Linked DNA regions of Zea mays: regions 1, 3 and 4 are each linked to region 2. Evidence: chromatin contacts called from public Hi-C data. All regions are on one chromosome and are shown on one strand. Each heading gives the region's core, a stretch centred on a gene start, on an enhancer-like site or on the middle of the called end of the contact. The rest is flanking DNA. Distances are from core to core; before and after follow the strand shown.

The links. Hi-C and Micro-C count contacts between places; a contact is called where the count stands out from the background.
Region 1: a Hi-C map of leaf shows a contact between it and region 2, with 2.7 times the contacts expected there. The contact joins the promoter of LOC103633315 here to the promoter of LOC100502414 in region 2. A contact is called at or near these places in 5 of 25 Hi-C or Micro-C datasets (bundle sheath, ear, leaf and 2 more).
Region 3: a contact with region 2 is called in a Hi-C map of tassel, with 6 times the contacts expected there. The contact joins the promoter of LOC103633324 here to the promoter of LOC100502414 in region 2. A contact is called at or near these places in 2 of 25 Hi-C or Micro-C datasets (leaf and tassel).
Region 4: a contact with region 2 is called in a Hi-C map of bundle sheath, with 3 times the contacts expected there. The contact joins the promoter of LOC100274223 here to the promoter of LOC100502414 in region 2. A contact is called at or near these places in 10 of 25 Hi-C or Micro-C datasets (bundle sheath, ear, endosperm and 4 more) and 1 of 3 datasets of contacts at active chromatin or transcription factors (leaf).

The regions. Positions count from the first base shown.
Region 1 is chr7:168,070,515-168,073,720 of Zm-B73-REFERENCE-NAM-5.0, forward strand. It overlaps LOC103633315 (zinc-metallopeptidase, peroxisomal-like), which reads right to left and starts at 1,287. Exons shown (of 26, transcript NM_001347229.1): 1 at 1,039-1,287; 2 at 857-932. The coding sequence starts at 1,236. It also overlaps the pseudogene LOC103634349.
Region 2 is chr7:168,267,816-168,271,361 of Zm-B73-REFERENCE-NAM-5.0, forward strand. It overlaps LOC100502414, which reads right to left and starts at 1,828. Exons shown (of 13, transcript NM_001323959.1): 1 at 1,017-1,828; 2 at 781-935; 3 at 373-694; 4 at 1-276. The coding sequence starts at 1,503.
Region 3 is chr7:168,505,284-168,508,618 of Zm-B73-REFERENCE-NAM-5.0, forward strand. It overlaps LOC103633324 (pre-mRNA-splicing factor 18-like), which reads right to left and starts at 1,860. Exons shown (of 2, transcript NM_001319725.1): 1 at 843-1,860; 2 at 1-95. The coding sequence starts at 1,760.
Region 4 is chr7:168,463,166-168,466,409 of Zm-B73-REFERENCE-NAM-5.0, forward strand. LOC100274223 (Vacuole membrane protein KMS1) reads right to left here and starts at 1,479. Exons shown (of 8, transcript NM_001148594.1): 1 at 1,163-1,479; 2 at 1-150. The coding sequence starts at 1,205.

The DNA of each region.
Region 1 (3,206 bases), core at 37-2,536, 200 kb before region 2:
TAAATGGGAGCATACCATCAAAATGACAACATGTAAAGGTATTCTCCCAGCATCAATCACATTATTGACGTTTGTTTTGTTGTCATGCATGCATGGTTTCAGATGAGTAAGTTGTCTTGATGCTTTTTCACCACTAAGCCACAAGATACTTGCAGATTTTATGGATAAAACTTAGTTTCTCCAAACTAAGTGACTCTACGACTCACGTTTTTTCAGGGTTACTGGAGTATCCCAGTCCAGATATCATCAAACAACCGATACTTTCTGTAAATTTGAAATATAGTGAAAAATGCCAAGGAAGTTCTTTATTCAGCACAGCATGTTCACTCCACTCATCAAATTCAATGATATTTCGGCTGGTGGTAAAAGTTCATTTTGAAATGTTTTTTTCTCAGAAACCAGTACATACTTGAATGCTCAATGGAATATAGCAGGTTTAAGGAGAGAGAGGGGGGGAGGGGAGGAGTAACATATTTGACTGGACCTAGAGTATCGCTCAACGCTCATCCTCCTTTTTCATGTTTATTTGCACCTAATGCCTAATAGTATAGCGCTCTTGATTTCCATGTATGATCAGAGGAATAGAGAAGTAATATCTGTTTGACAACCAAATGCACATTCAAATGCAGTGTAACAAGCATTGAGACCTAAGTTGCGATAAGACGACACTACGACAGTACATGCAGATAGCACAGAAAAAAATACTAGTGTTCACGTATTTCTCACTTCCAAACTACTCACAACCAATCAGAGAAAAGCTACCAACAAAAAACAGGATCAAGCTGAAGCTCAGTCCAGTTCAAGCAGTAAGCGAGTTCAGGACTTCAGATGCAGCAAGATGAAACCGAACACTGACCGAGGAAGTGTGCGAGCCCTTCCAGCCCATCGGGGTCGCAGAAGTACCCCACCGAAACATTCATTGACGCCGCCGCCTGCAAAACAAAGCACAATTCACAACCTCGAAATCTCGCACCAAAATCCAAAACCCGTCGCCAAAACCCCCGTTCGGTCCATCCTAGCACGATCGGTGTAGCAGACCTTATCGGTGTCGGGGTCGCTGATGAGCAGGCACTCGAGCGAGTTAGGGAGCACGACGCGGCGGTACCCACGCTTGTCGTTGCGGGGCCTGATGATCTCGACGTCCCCGGTCGCGGCCGTCACCGCCGCGGCCAGCGGAGGGGCGGCGCCGTTGGCCGGGTCGCCGGGGGCGTCAGTCTCGCGGGGCCTCGAATCCATCGCAACGAGACTTCACGACCGCGACGCTTGGAGCGGAAATTGGCAACAAAGCGGAGCGGAGCAGTAAGCTGGTTTGGTTTGGCTTTGCTCCCGCTGTTGGATTTGGAGGGGAAGGGTGGGGGCAGACGGCGACAGGCGGCGCGGGTCAGTCAGATATCAGATCGGCTGGCCGGTCGCTTCACGGCACACGGCTTCAAGACTCGTCAGTAGGAAATGGACTGGACCGGCCGGTTGGCTGAGCCAGTCTGAAATAGATACGGCTATAGATGTCAAGCACGTGGTCTGTTAGCCCGGTACGAAACACGTTATTTTAGCACGACACGAGCACGGCACGGTACGGATTAAAGCGGATCCGGGCTCAGCTCGGCCCGGATAACGTACCGGGCCCGACAGACATTTGAGCCTGTTGGGCTGGTCCAAGCACGGCCCGGTATTTGTCGGGCCTTTTAACCAGCCCGTTTATTCTAAACCCCCTAAAACCTAAATCCCCATTTCCCCACCCACCCCGCCGCCAGCCCACAAGTCCCCGAGACCCCGACGGCCCAACCCGACGGCTGTCGTGTCCGCGTATAACACCTCGTCACCTCCTAACGCAAACTCTAACCCACTCTTCCTCCCTCTCGCTCCTGGATCTCTCCTCCCTGCGGCGGCGCGACGCGGCGAGTGCCGAGTGTCGGCATCCAGTGCGCACAGCGCACGTCCTCCCTGCTCCCTGCTCCCTGCTCCCTCCTGCAGCTCAGCAGTCATGGCTCGCCCCTGCAGCAGCAGCAGCGCCGCTGCCCGCCTCCTCCTGCTGTTCGTCGCTGTCGCAGCGGCGCTCCAGGCCACGGTCGTCGCGCCGCCGGTGGCCAGCGGCTTCATCCGCAAATCCTGCCGCGCGACGCAGTACCCGTCGGTGTGCGAGCATAGCCTCGCGGCGTACGGAGGCTCCCCGCCGCCGCGGGGGCTGGCGCGCGGCCCGCGCTCGGGCAGCGTCCGCGTACGTGGGCCGCCTGTGCGGCTCCCGGTCCGGATTCGGTGATGGCAGCCCCCGCCGCGGCGCGAAGAAGGGGTCAGCGGTCGCAGGTCCCGTGCGCGACTGTCTGGAGAATCTAGCGGACAGCGTGGGCCACCTCCGCGACGCGGCGCAGGAGATAGGCGGCGCCGGGATGGTTTTGTGTTTTGCGGGCTCGGGCCGGCACAGGCCACTAAATGGGTCGTGCTATTTAGTCCGGCCCTGCATGGTCAGTCCTACACCGTGCCATGCTCGGGAAGAGTTATGGGCCCGTCAGGCGGTACGGCACGGCTCGATTAAGTGGTCGGGCTTAATTGTGTCGGGCTCAAACGGGTCGGGCCATGTCTCCCGTTTGGACATCTATATATACGGCTTCACGGCACACGCTTTTTCATATACACTCTTAACGATAATAACCAAACTAGAAATTTGGGTTGTTGATGTAACAAACCAGCTCACAAGCTAAAATAAGCTAAGGTTTCTAATGCAAGGCAGGCAGCCCGTCAGTGATTTCTTGCAGCCTACGATCACAAGGGAATCCTAACAAGCCCACCAGAAAAGTCAAACGATCAGCCTTTGTGCGATGAATATGTGTGACCGTGATGTTCCGATTTCCCAATCCATCCACCAATAAAAAGCAAATGCTGCCACGAGTTGAACCCTCTCCGGAGGCGAAGCCTAAACAACCAAACAGGTGGCGTGGTCGATAAAAATCTACAAGTCAACTGGCGCGCGCCAGCGCGCGCGTTCATCTTGTTTTTGATGTTATACGTTTTCAGCAAGCCGAAGCAAACGATTCTATATACGAAACATGACGGTTCGTTATAGCACCTGATAAGTATACAGAAGGGTACATGACATAGTAGTACATAGATATCATGTAGCATGTCCAAAATAAGATCTGCTTCATGGAAGCTGTGACTCTAATTATATATAGAGACAAAATAGCGACGAACATGTTTTTTTCATCTGAATT
Region 2 (3,546 bases), core at 578-3,077:
TGTGATCTCGCCGATCTGATTCGTTGGGCCGGAGCTCTGAGTCTCTGTTTCTACCACGGTCCTCCGCCTTCTCTGACTCTCGTGAAGTCTCAGGTTGGGCAGCCGCAGGGGTGGTGCTGGTGCCGCTTTCTGCTGCTGCCGATGTTGCTGTTGTCTTCGCTTCTGATCTTGCCACAGGAGGTGACTCCGGGTTTGATGACGGCTCTGCCAACTCTGGTCTCGCCGGACGGCTATCTTCGTCGTAATTTACCAGCCGTGGTCTCTTCCTCTTTGGAGCTGCAAGATCCAGCGGGAGAGCCGATTAGACCCAAGAAAACAAAAATGCAAAAACAGCGAGGGAAAAAAGCCACAACCGCCAACAGGACTACGCACCTATGGTGGAAAGGGAGGTGGAATCCGACGGTCGGACGCCAGAAGACGAGGGGGCCGGCGAAGAGTTCCCAGACTTGGCCTCGGGCGCGTCCCTAGGCTCGAGTTTGTGGTTGCTCTCCTGCTTTTGCGGGCATGGGAACTGCCTGGTGAGCCCGAACAGCACCTCAGCGACCTCAATCTCCTCTTGGATAAAAGATGGAGACTTCGAAATCTTCGACGGCGGCGGTTGTGGCGGGGTTGTTGAAGGCGCTGGGGACATCGACGGTCGCTGCTTCGGCGCTGGTCCCAGACCACCGCTGCTCACACCGCCACCCAATGTTTTCTGATAGGCAAAGCCGAAGAGAGAAAAAAAAGTTAGCAAGCAAGAGCACCATGGAAAACGAGGGGCAAAGGCCTCTAGAAACCCACAAGCTTCTTCCGAGGAGCGGCAGTAGAGGCAGGCGCCGGAGAGATCGGCCGTGACGAAGGTCGTTGGATCTGCGAGCCATCTCCTACGCCGGAGCTGCCTCCACTGGTTCCACCGCCGGGGACAGGCCACTCGTGCGAAGAGCGTTTCGTAGAAGCTGCCAAGAGCACAAAAGCATAAGCAAAGATGAAACAGCCGGTGATGCCAAAAAAATCTGAGCGGTGGTAGGAGAGACTACCAGAGCGGGCTTTCCTCGGGACAGGCACGCCGATCATCTCGTCAACAGCCTTGACCACCATGGGGCTTTTCGGATGTGAGACGCCGCCCTTCCGCTGTATCTGATGCTGCTGGCCGTGGTGGTGGTTGTGGTAACCGCCGCCGCCGCTGCTACTACTGCTGTGGTGGTGGCCACCGCCGGGCTGCGGCGGCGAGGGCGGTGGCGGCGCCGTGCTCGGCGACCGCCGCTGCTGCTGGTACCGCGGCGCGAGCTCCTCCTCGGCGTCTTCGTCGTCGTCGCCGAGGCTGTCGTCGGAGGTGTCGTCGGCGTCGTCCCTCCCGGCGCCGGCGCCGCCGCCGTTGAGCATGAGGCGCTCGCCACGTCGGCGCTCGGAGCGCGGCGAGTCTCTGGGGCCCCCTCCGCCGTTGCTCCTGAGGCGCCTTCTCGGAGGCGGCGGCCCGGCTCCGCCGGACACCCCGCTCCTCCTGCCGTCCCGGATCCTGTCCATCTCAGATCTGAGACATGCGGCGCCGATCCCCGGCAAATCACCGCCGCCTCGCCGGATTCCGACGAGCGCCGCCGCCGCCCTGTAGATCCGGGGTGCAGCGCCTCGGTAATTCTGGCGAATCTAGCAGCGCGGCCAAGGATTAGGCGGAGGAGAGCTCCTCGGCTCTCGTCGCTCTTCCTCCCTATCTCTCTTTCTACTACTGCTTGGCGCTCCCCTCGCTTCTCTTCTGCGGTGCAAGGCTCCGCCCTGCCCTTCACCACGCCAGCCTCTCTTTTCCGGCAGCGTGCCGCTTGCCCCCTTCTCGCTCTTTGGTCTGAGCGTCGTCTGGCCGTTTCCCTCCCCGTCGGGTTCCCTTTCTAGGCGCCCGCCTCGCCTCATCTTCTTTTTGTCGCTGCGCACCCCCGCATCGGACGGTCCAGATCCGCGCGCCTACCGATCCTGCATCCGACAGCGCCGGCGACGAGGGCGCCACCGTAGCGCGGCCCGCCACCGTCGGATCCTTACCGGGCCCACACTGACGCTCAATAAAATCTCTCCCTCTGCCTCTTCCTTACGGCTCAAGCATGGGCCGCCACTGACACGTGTCGGTTTCGGGTAGCCGGGAAAAATCTAATCGTCCACCGGTGGTAGGAGGTGGGTGGGGGACGGGCCGGGGAAGAAGGCACCATTAGCCTATTCATTCAATTATAAATTGATTATAACCAGCTGAGTAATGAGAAAAAATGATTTTAATATAGATGGGTTGTCCGCTTTTGGCGGGCCCCACCTGCGCGGAATGGACCTGATCTGGACACTGCACGGGGTGTTTCACCCCGGTGCTGATGTGGCACGCCCTCGCACCGGTTGCTCGGGTGTTGCCGCGGTTGTCTGGTGGGTTATGTGGTGGGCAAACTACTGACTTGTAATGGAATGAAGAAAAATGGCTACAGCAATTTTCACATATTTACGTTAAATTACTTATACACGGAAAAGGGGCGTTAAGAAAGTGCAAGCGCGTGCGCCAAACAGTCTGAGACGTCAGTTTCCAAAAAGGAACCACACGTTGGCTGGCGATTTGGGATGAGATTATCCACGTATAGATATTCATATTTGCAACACTCTCCTTGCTGTAATGCTGTTCCTAGACCGAATCCAATTTTAAGATCAATGAATACAATTAATCCTCTAAAAGTCCTGTAGAATAAAAATGATGGGAAATATTGATATATTTTATTAAAAACTTCTTTAAACCTAATGGAAAAATAAGGAGAAAGTGATCCAACATGTAATGATTATTGCCTTATTGTAAACTCGTATGAGAACTCATAGATGTTTTAGAGGACAATACATATATTGGTAACTCCTTTGAAACTATTGTAAATGAATGAAAAACGAGATTTGGGATAGAAGTGACAGCCGCAGGGAATTTATATTTATATACAAGTGAAGGGGTGCAAGCCAATAGGTGTGTCTCTTAGCGAGATAATTGTCGCACCCCTTTGGATTGATCACACATATGTCACATTTTTCTAGCACTCTCCCTTGATCAATTCCAACTTCATTTGACATCCGTCAATTGTTCTTTCAGTATATTATTCTCCTTAAAAACCCTATAGGAAAAATAAGGTGTACATCATGCTTTTGGATTATGAGTAAAACTCATACTGACTTCCAAAAGAAAATATGTCTGTAATCAGCATTCCTAAAACCCCCATGGAGTAAAATAAATGATGAAGCATAAAGCTTAGTTGATATTACCTCGTTAAAAACTTTGGATGAGAAAACCTCAGCAAGGTAAAACTCATACTGTCGGTGTTTGGGACCCGACCGCGCACCCGGGTTATCCCTCGAGGTGCTTTTGGGTAGGACGGTGTTACCAACTGTAGCTCGATGGTTCGTATTGGGCGCACGAGGGACGATAGACAATTTTATACAGGTTCGGGCCGCTTAGAGATGCGTAACACCCTACTTCCTTGTGTGGCTCTTTATGTGGTGGATTACAGGGGAGTTCTCTAGCATGAAGGATGCTAGAGAATTGATTAGATGGCTAATAAGTGACTTCTT
Region 3 (3,335 bases), core at 610-3,109, 240 kb after region 2:
AGCTTGATATATTGGTCCATTGCTGCTAAATAATCTCGCTTCATGCAACACTCGACAATAACAAGCAATGCTCGACGGATGTCATCAGGAAGAACCTAAAAATGGATCCAGCCATACATGCATCAGAATCAGTGAAGCACCAAGAAACTTGATGAAAGGCTGTAATGACATTAGTTGTGAACGGTATAAACATAATCAATATTCAGATGAGCATCAGTATTTCGCTCAAGCAGAAAGCGGGATGATATTTCCAAGAAGCTTGCTACGCCCTATAGTGAGACTACATTAGTTATATCAAATCTGAATCTCAGTCACGAACTAGAATTTAGTTGATTGCTCAACTGAATTGCAATCCTACACACTAGGTAATTCCATTTAAAAACAAACTTGGGGACATAGTATGCCAGAATTAGAATCTGCACTAGTACAGAACAAATGCAAAACTAAGAACACAAAAGATGCTCGGGGGCTGTCTCTTCCTGCCTCCCCCCCTCCCCCAAAGTCAAGTTTTTTTTATCATAAAATATATATGACAACCAGAATATGATACTAGCATGCATGAGAGGGAGGTATACAGAAGTAGTGTTTATTATACTTGCACAATATACAATGGGTAGCAGACAACATAACATCAAATGTACAACGAAATGATCTTTCAAGAAAGCATGGTATTCAGAATAAAAGTAACACGTTACATGTCTATCGTAAATGTTTGCCATGTTACAGACTAACTACTCAGTTTACTGATTAGAGTTTTGAATAATTGTGTCAATTTGAAGTGCAATCAAATTAATAGCACAATTTAAGCAACCAACAGATGGAAATTGCATAAGAATCAATACCTTCTTTCTGCAGAACTCAAACAGCGGGCTGAGATACCGTGCACACTGCTTGAATGTTGCAACCATGGACTTCCCCTTTGCTGTCCGCTTCTCTAGCTCAGTCATCTCATCCAATTCCTGGTTCCACTCATTAAGCAGCTTCTTGAAGAACACCAAAATCTTGTCTTCATTGCAAAGCTCCTCAAACTTGGTCCTCATCCTCTTGGAGTCCTTGTCTGCGTCAGCATCATCGCCGCTCCCCTTGGCATCCCCATCATCTGCACTGTCTCCAGCGGCACCCCCGTCGCCACCATCACCCCCACCTACACGCTTGCTCTTGCCCTTGGCGTAGGTGTCCCTCCCGGACTTCTGCCGCTTGCGCATCTCGATCATGTCGCGGAGGAAGTCGTTGGTCTGTCCCTCGGTCATGTCGATGTCGTCAATGTCGTCGATGACGCCGGACTTGAGCACGAGCTTGAAGCGCGCGAGGCGGGCGTCGTCGTCCTCCCCGAACAGCGTGACGGGCTCGCGCAGCACGCGGAGGCGCCGCACCACCTCGTGCCGTGGGAGGTCGAGCTCGTCGATGCGACGCTCCTCGGAGAGCAGCGCCTCCTCCTGCGCGGTCTTCTTCGGCGCGAGGGCGGGCGGGACGGAGGGCGCCGAGGAGGTGGCGGCGGCGGAGGAGCTAGGGTTAGGGTTCGCCGCCGCCGTCTGAGCTGCGGCGTCGAAGCTGCTGGGGTCGGAACCGGTAGCAGCTGCGGCGGAATTCGCGGAGGGCGCCGACGTGCCGCCGGACTTGGCGAGGAGCTGGCGGTGCTCGTCGCGGCGCTTCTGGAGCTGCTTCTGCTCCAGCTCCGAGCGCCGCACGAAGCTCTTGCCCCCGAAGTCGGCCGTCGCCGCCTTCCGCTTCTTCTCCAGCTCCCGCTTCAGCAGATCCATTACGCCCGCCGCCCAGTTCGGCTTCGATTCTCCGAGAGGAGGTGCGCCGTGCCGGCGCTGCGGATACCGGCCGTGTACGCGTATTTGACCGTTCCCCTAAATAGAAGAGGACTCGACTCGACTCGACTTGGATCGCGTCGTGGGCAGATTTATAAAGCGTCAAGCGTGCAAGTCCGTTAGATCTAAAAATCTAATCTCTACTATATTATCGGTAAGTGTCCGTGGCCAGAATCCGGTTTCCTCGCTCCGTCTCCTCTTCCTCCGCCCTTTCCTCCCCTCCGAGCGGACTCCTCCGCTCTCTCAGCTCGCATGATCGAACATTCAAGGTTGCGTGGCCAGTTTTTGTGGGATTAGTTTAGCTGATCCTAATCCGGCCATGGTGCTGATATATTTTGTAGTCGTCACTCTCTCTGCTTCCGCCCGGCTCTGCTCCGCCAGTCCAAGCGACGCACCAGTGATCTCCCGGTGCAATCACACTCTCGCGTACCCTCTCCTCTGGCTGCCTATGCTTCGCCCCCGCTCCGGAAGATTTGCAGCTTCATCACCCCAGCATGCACACTCCCCGTCTCCTCCACTGCTTCTGCTTCTGCCGCCGCTCTCGCTCTCTACGGCATTAGGCCGAACGCTCGGGGGTCTGGATCGTCGGGTTGCGGATTTGAGGATCCGCGTGCGTCCAAGCTTGCCTCGTCGCTCTTTCGCTTCCTTAGGTGAAAGCGCCCCCGAGGGATTCCCTCCCTCTCCCTGCGTAGCGGCTCTGCGGCGGTGGCGGTCAACGCCGTTACGTTCTTCGTCGTGTACGTCGTCGAGGTCGTTGTGCACTTGTGCTGGGCCTCGCGCTCTCCTCAAAGTTCCCCTCAGTTTTCTCCCCCTCCTTGTCTCTTCTCCGGCAACGAGCACCAAGAGATGGTATGCCTACAGCTTTTCTTCTCTTACTATTGCGCAAAACTGAGCAGCACCCAAAAGCCTAACTTAAGATATTTGGCTATTTGTAATCAGACCTGAACCTGTTTCAGGGTGTTCTTCTGAACCATTCTGTATTGATTTTGTTGGACAGTGGCAGTTCACATACTTTTGTCAGTAATCATCTTAGAGACAAACACCAGCCTACTCATGTGGTGCCCATATCGGTTAGTGTTCGTGTGGCTAATGGAGAGGTGTTGCTTTGTGAAGAAAAATGGTTGCAGGTTCCATGGCAAATTCAGGGTTGCACATTTCTTTCAGACATCCTGTTTCTTCCTTTGCGCGGTTGTGACATGGTAGTTGGAATGGATTGGTTGCAAACCTTCAGTCCCATGCGAGTTGATTGGGTACAACAGTGGTTAGCCATTCCTTACCAGGGACAAGAATTTATATTGTATGGTCATACACATCCAATACCAGAGTGCACTGTGGTGGAACTACTTTTGGTCAGTGACGACACATCCGTCCGTCCAAGCTCTCAGTTACCGGATCAGATTCAGGCACTCTTGGAGCAATATGCTTCTATCTTTGAGGATCCTCAAGGTTTGCCACCCTCTCATGATTGTGACCATACTATACCTTTAGTGCCGGGTGCCCAACTGTTCACAATGCGGC
Region 4 (3,244 bases), core at 229-2,728, 200 kb after region 2:
CGGTTTTTAACTGGTAACCTTTTTTCAGAACAGATGAACATGTTCTTTCCAAATTCTGAGCAATGGCTAACACAAAGAATGACAATGTCTTGAATGGTCGCGATGTAATTGTTAGTCTCTCTAGGTCCACACGATGTTTTTTCCGGAGCTCTGAAATATGAAGTGCACCGGTTAGATCATGGATTACACTGCAATATATCTCATTATTCGTTCAGTTAGCAAAGTGTTAAGAAAAGTCATGTTTTAATCTCAGCCTGTAGTGCCATACGGAGAATCCAACGCACACTGTGAATTATTAACATTCTAGGTAACTGGTTCACATATCGTAAATCGTAATTACGCAAATTCTGTAACTGATGTCGCCTAGTTATTAAAAATCAAAGCTGGGCAACCAGATCTTTCAAAAAAATTGCAGTTAACCTTCCACAACACAGAGGCTTTGTGACAGTGACATTGACATATGTATTTGTCTTCAAGCTGGAAAACTAAATTTGCATTGAAATCATGGCATCATTGCCACAAGGGTAATATAACGGAGAAAAAGACAAATTAGTAAAACGACCACTCCTAGATGCCAATATTTTATCATGTAAAAAAACCTGAAGAAAAAAAATCAAGTAGACAATGATAATTCAATCAGACGCCAACCGCCAAAATACGATCTAAAATCTAAATTGATAAGCGTGGAAAACCTCAGTTTTAAGTTTTAACCTTCAAAAGGTATTCTAAAAGCATCCAATGCTTGAATAAAAAAATCACAGATTGGATGACCAATACCAAGCATGCAATTTCGCTGCTAAAAAAGAACGGTTCTACTCTGCTTCGAATCGCGGGCAAGAAAAATAAGTAAACCAAACAAGGAAGACATTCTGTTTTCCTATCCGTTATCCCCAATCTGGCTTTGTAGGAAAGAGTAGGAAAAAACATGAAATATTCCAAGCTTGTAGGAAAACCTCAAAGACACGCATTCGCAGCTCCACGGCAGCTAGATCAGCAACAGCGATTTCCATAATTACGCACCACAGGCACAGATGTCAGGTGTGAACAGCGCAAGATGATTTAAACCCAACAATTAAACCAGACAGCGTATCTCCAAGAACAATGGGCGGACACCAAACAACGCGATCCCTCCGCAGAGCCCGCATCCGATCGACTCACTCACCTGACATAGCCTTGTCCTCGCCGGAGCCGGCGGTAGGACCCATGGCGCAGCTCCGGGTCCCTCTCCTCTGCCGCCGCCGCTGCCGCGTAGATCTAGGCAGCGAGCTGTGGTGTTTGAGCTAGGCGCCGGCGTTATATGATCCGAAAAAAAGGGCGCGAGCGAGCTTTGCTTCCCGTTTGGCGCGGGAACGCCCCTTCACCGTACAGGTCTCCTGGAGAAGGAGGGTACAGCGGCACGAGCCCGGCGAGGCGCAGGCACAGACGAATCGCTCCTTCCACCTGAAAAGATGAGCCTTTTCCGCGAACGCAAGGCGCAAGCTAAAAGCTAAAAAGGAGGGCAAGATGAGAACGGCTTTCCGTTTTTTATGCGCTTTGCCCGGGGTTTCACGATTTACCCCGTCAGGCACAGACGCAACGCAAACGCGGATACATGCGTTGGGGACAAAGGTAACCGATGAGGGCAGGAAACTGACGTGGTTGTTTAGAGATCCGATCTTCAATTCCGTTATTCGGGGCGGAGTTTATGAGCTGCTGCCAACGTTTTTCTTTTTAAAAACCCGAAATCAAAGCTTTAGAATTATGCTGCTAGTGATAGGAAACGGCCTTGGTTTGAATACCTCGTATTCATTTCAATCCATATGTATCGAAGTTGATTCGAGTGTAATTTAGTTTAAGTTACATCTCAATCCAATTCAATACACATAGATTAAGTGAGAGTACCTAAACAAAGCCTAAGGGTCGAGCCACACTATCAAATCTTTAATTTTATATTTAATATTTTTAAGAGCTATAAATGCCTAGCTAGTTTTGCCAAATTGCCAAACAGGTAAGTGAGACATTGGCACATTGCTATTTGATCGAGTGGGTTTAGCTCATTGGTCTCCCGATTCTGGAGAAATTATATATGGGCACTCCCAACCAAAAAAAACTATGATGGTTTGTATATTCATTAATCAATATCTATATCTATATTCTATATTATACTTAAAGCACCAGTTTCAACGGTCGTCACGCGTCATCTTTTTACAAAGAACCCCTCACATTTATCGTTGCACGTCTATATATGGCTAAACGGCGGCTCAGCATGGGCCAGACGCTCGCGGGACACAACTCTGGTCCATGCACGTCATGCCGGCCTGCTGACCGTGACGGGCCAACCTATCGGCCCATTTGTTTAAATCAGCGTAAAATGTTAAAAAGTGGTGCATGAGGTGAGGTTCGAACCCATGCCCTGATGGAACAAGGGTAGAAAATATTGGGTGAAGCTGTCTAACCAATAGAACATCATGCTCAGATGTTTTTAATATTGAATATGTATATATGTATATACATTTTTTTAAAATAAAAAATATAATCGTGTCGGTCCGGGGCAGCACTACGGGGCGAGGCTACAGCCCAAACACGGCACGACGTTCTTGGCTCTTACAAGCATTGGGTTGTTTCTGAGACCACATTGGCGCAATTGACTCCATGGTGTTTGAGGTTGCTGAATTAGATGGAGCAACAATGATTTGTCACACTAACAGTAAAATGAAAGGTTATTTGTTGGTTTTAAACGTTAGTAATTGCTACGAAGTAGCATAATTTATATGGAGCGCATCTAGTTTTTATTGATGCCTGACTTTATCAATCACTCCATATTTTGATCCATCTTTTTTATAAGTTTGAGTTCATGTGACTTATTTTAGAAACTTGAGCTCATAAACTTTCTCTTATTTGGTCTCTGTATGGTGGAATTATGTCATTTTATAATCTCTGTTCGTTCACTCAGTCGTTGTGAACTCTCTTCTAATCGCTCACTTTATTAGCCGTGTTGTACCATGATATATTGCATGGAGTAAACAATAACATCAATTAGCTAAATCAAAAAAATATTATACGGAGAGCGGAGACAATCAATAAACAAATCTTGATTTTTTGTGGATAGTTTACGTGGATATTGTTGTAAGTCGTCGCAACGCACGGGCAGCCGACTAGTGTTAATTAATGTGTCTGGTAGAGAATTGTGCATTTCTAAGATTAAATTAATTGTTAAAGCAATTATGATATGAACAAAGTATAAACCACATGTGAAAAAACATCT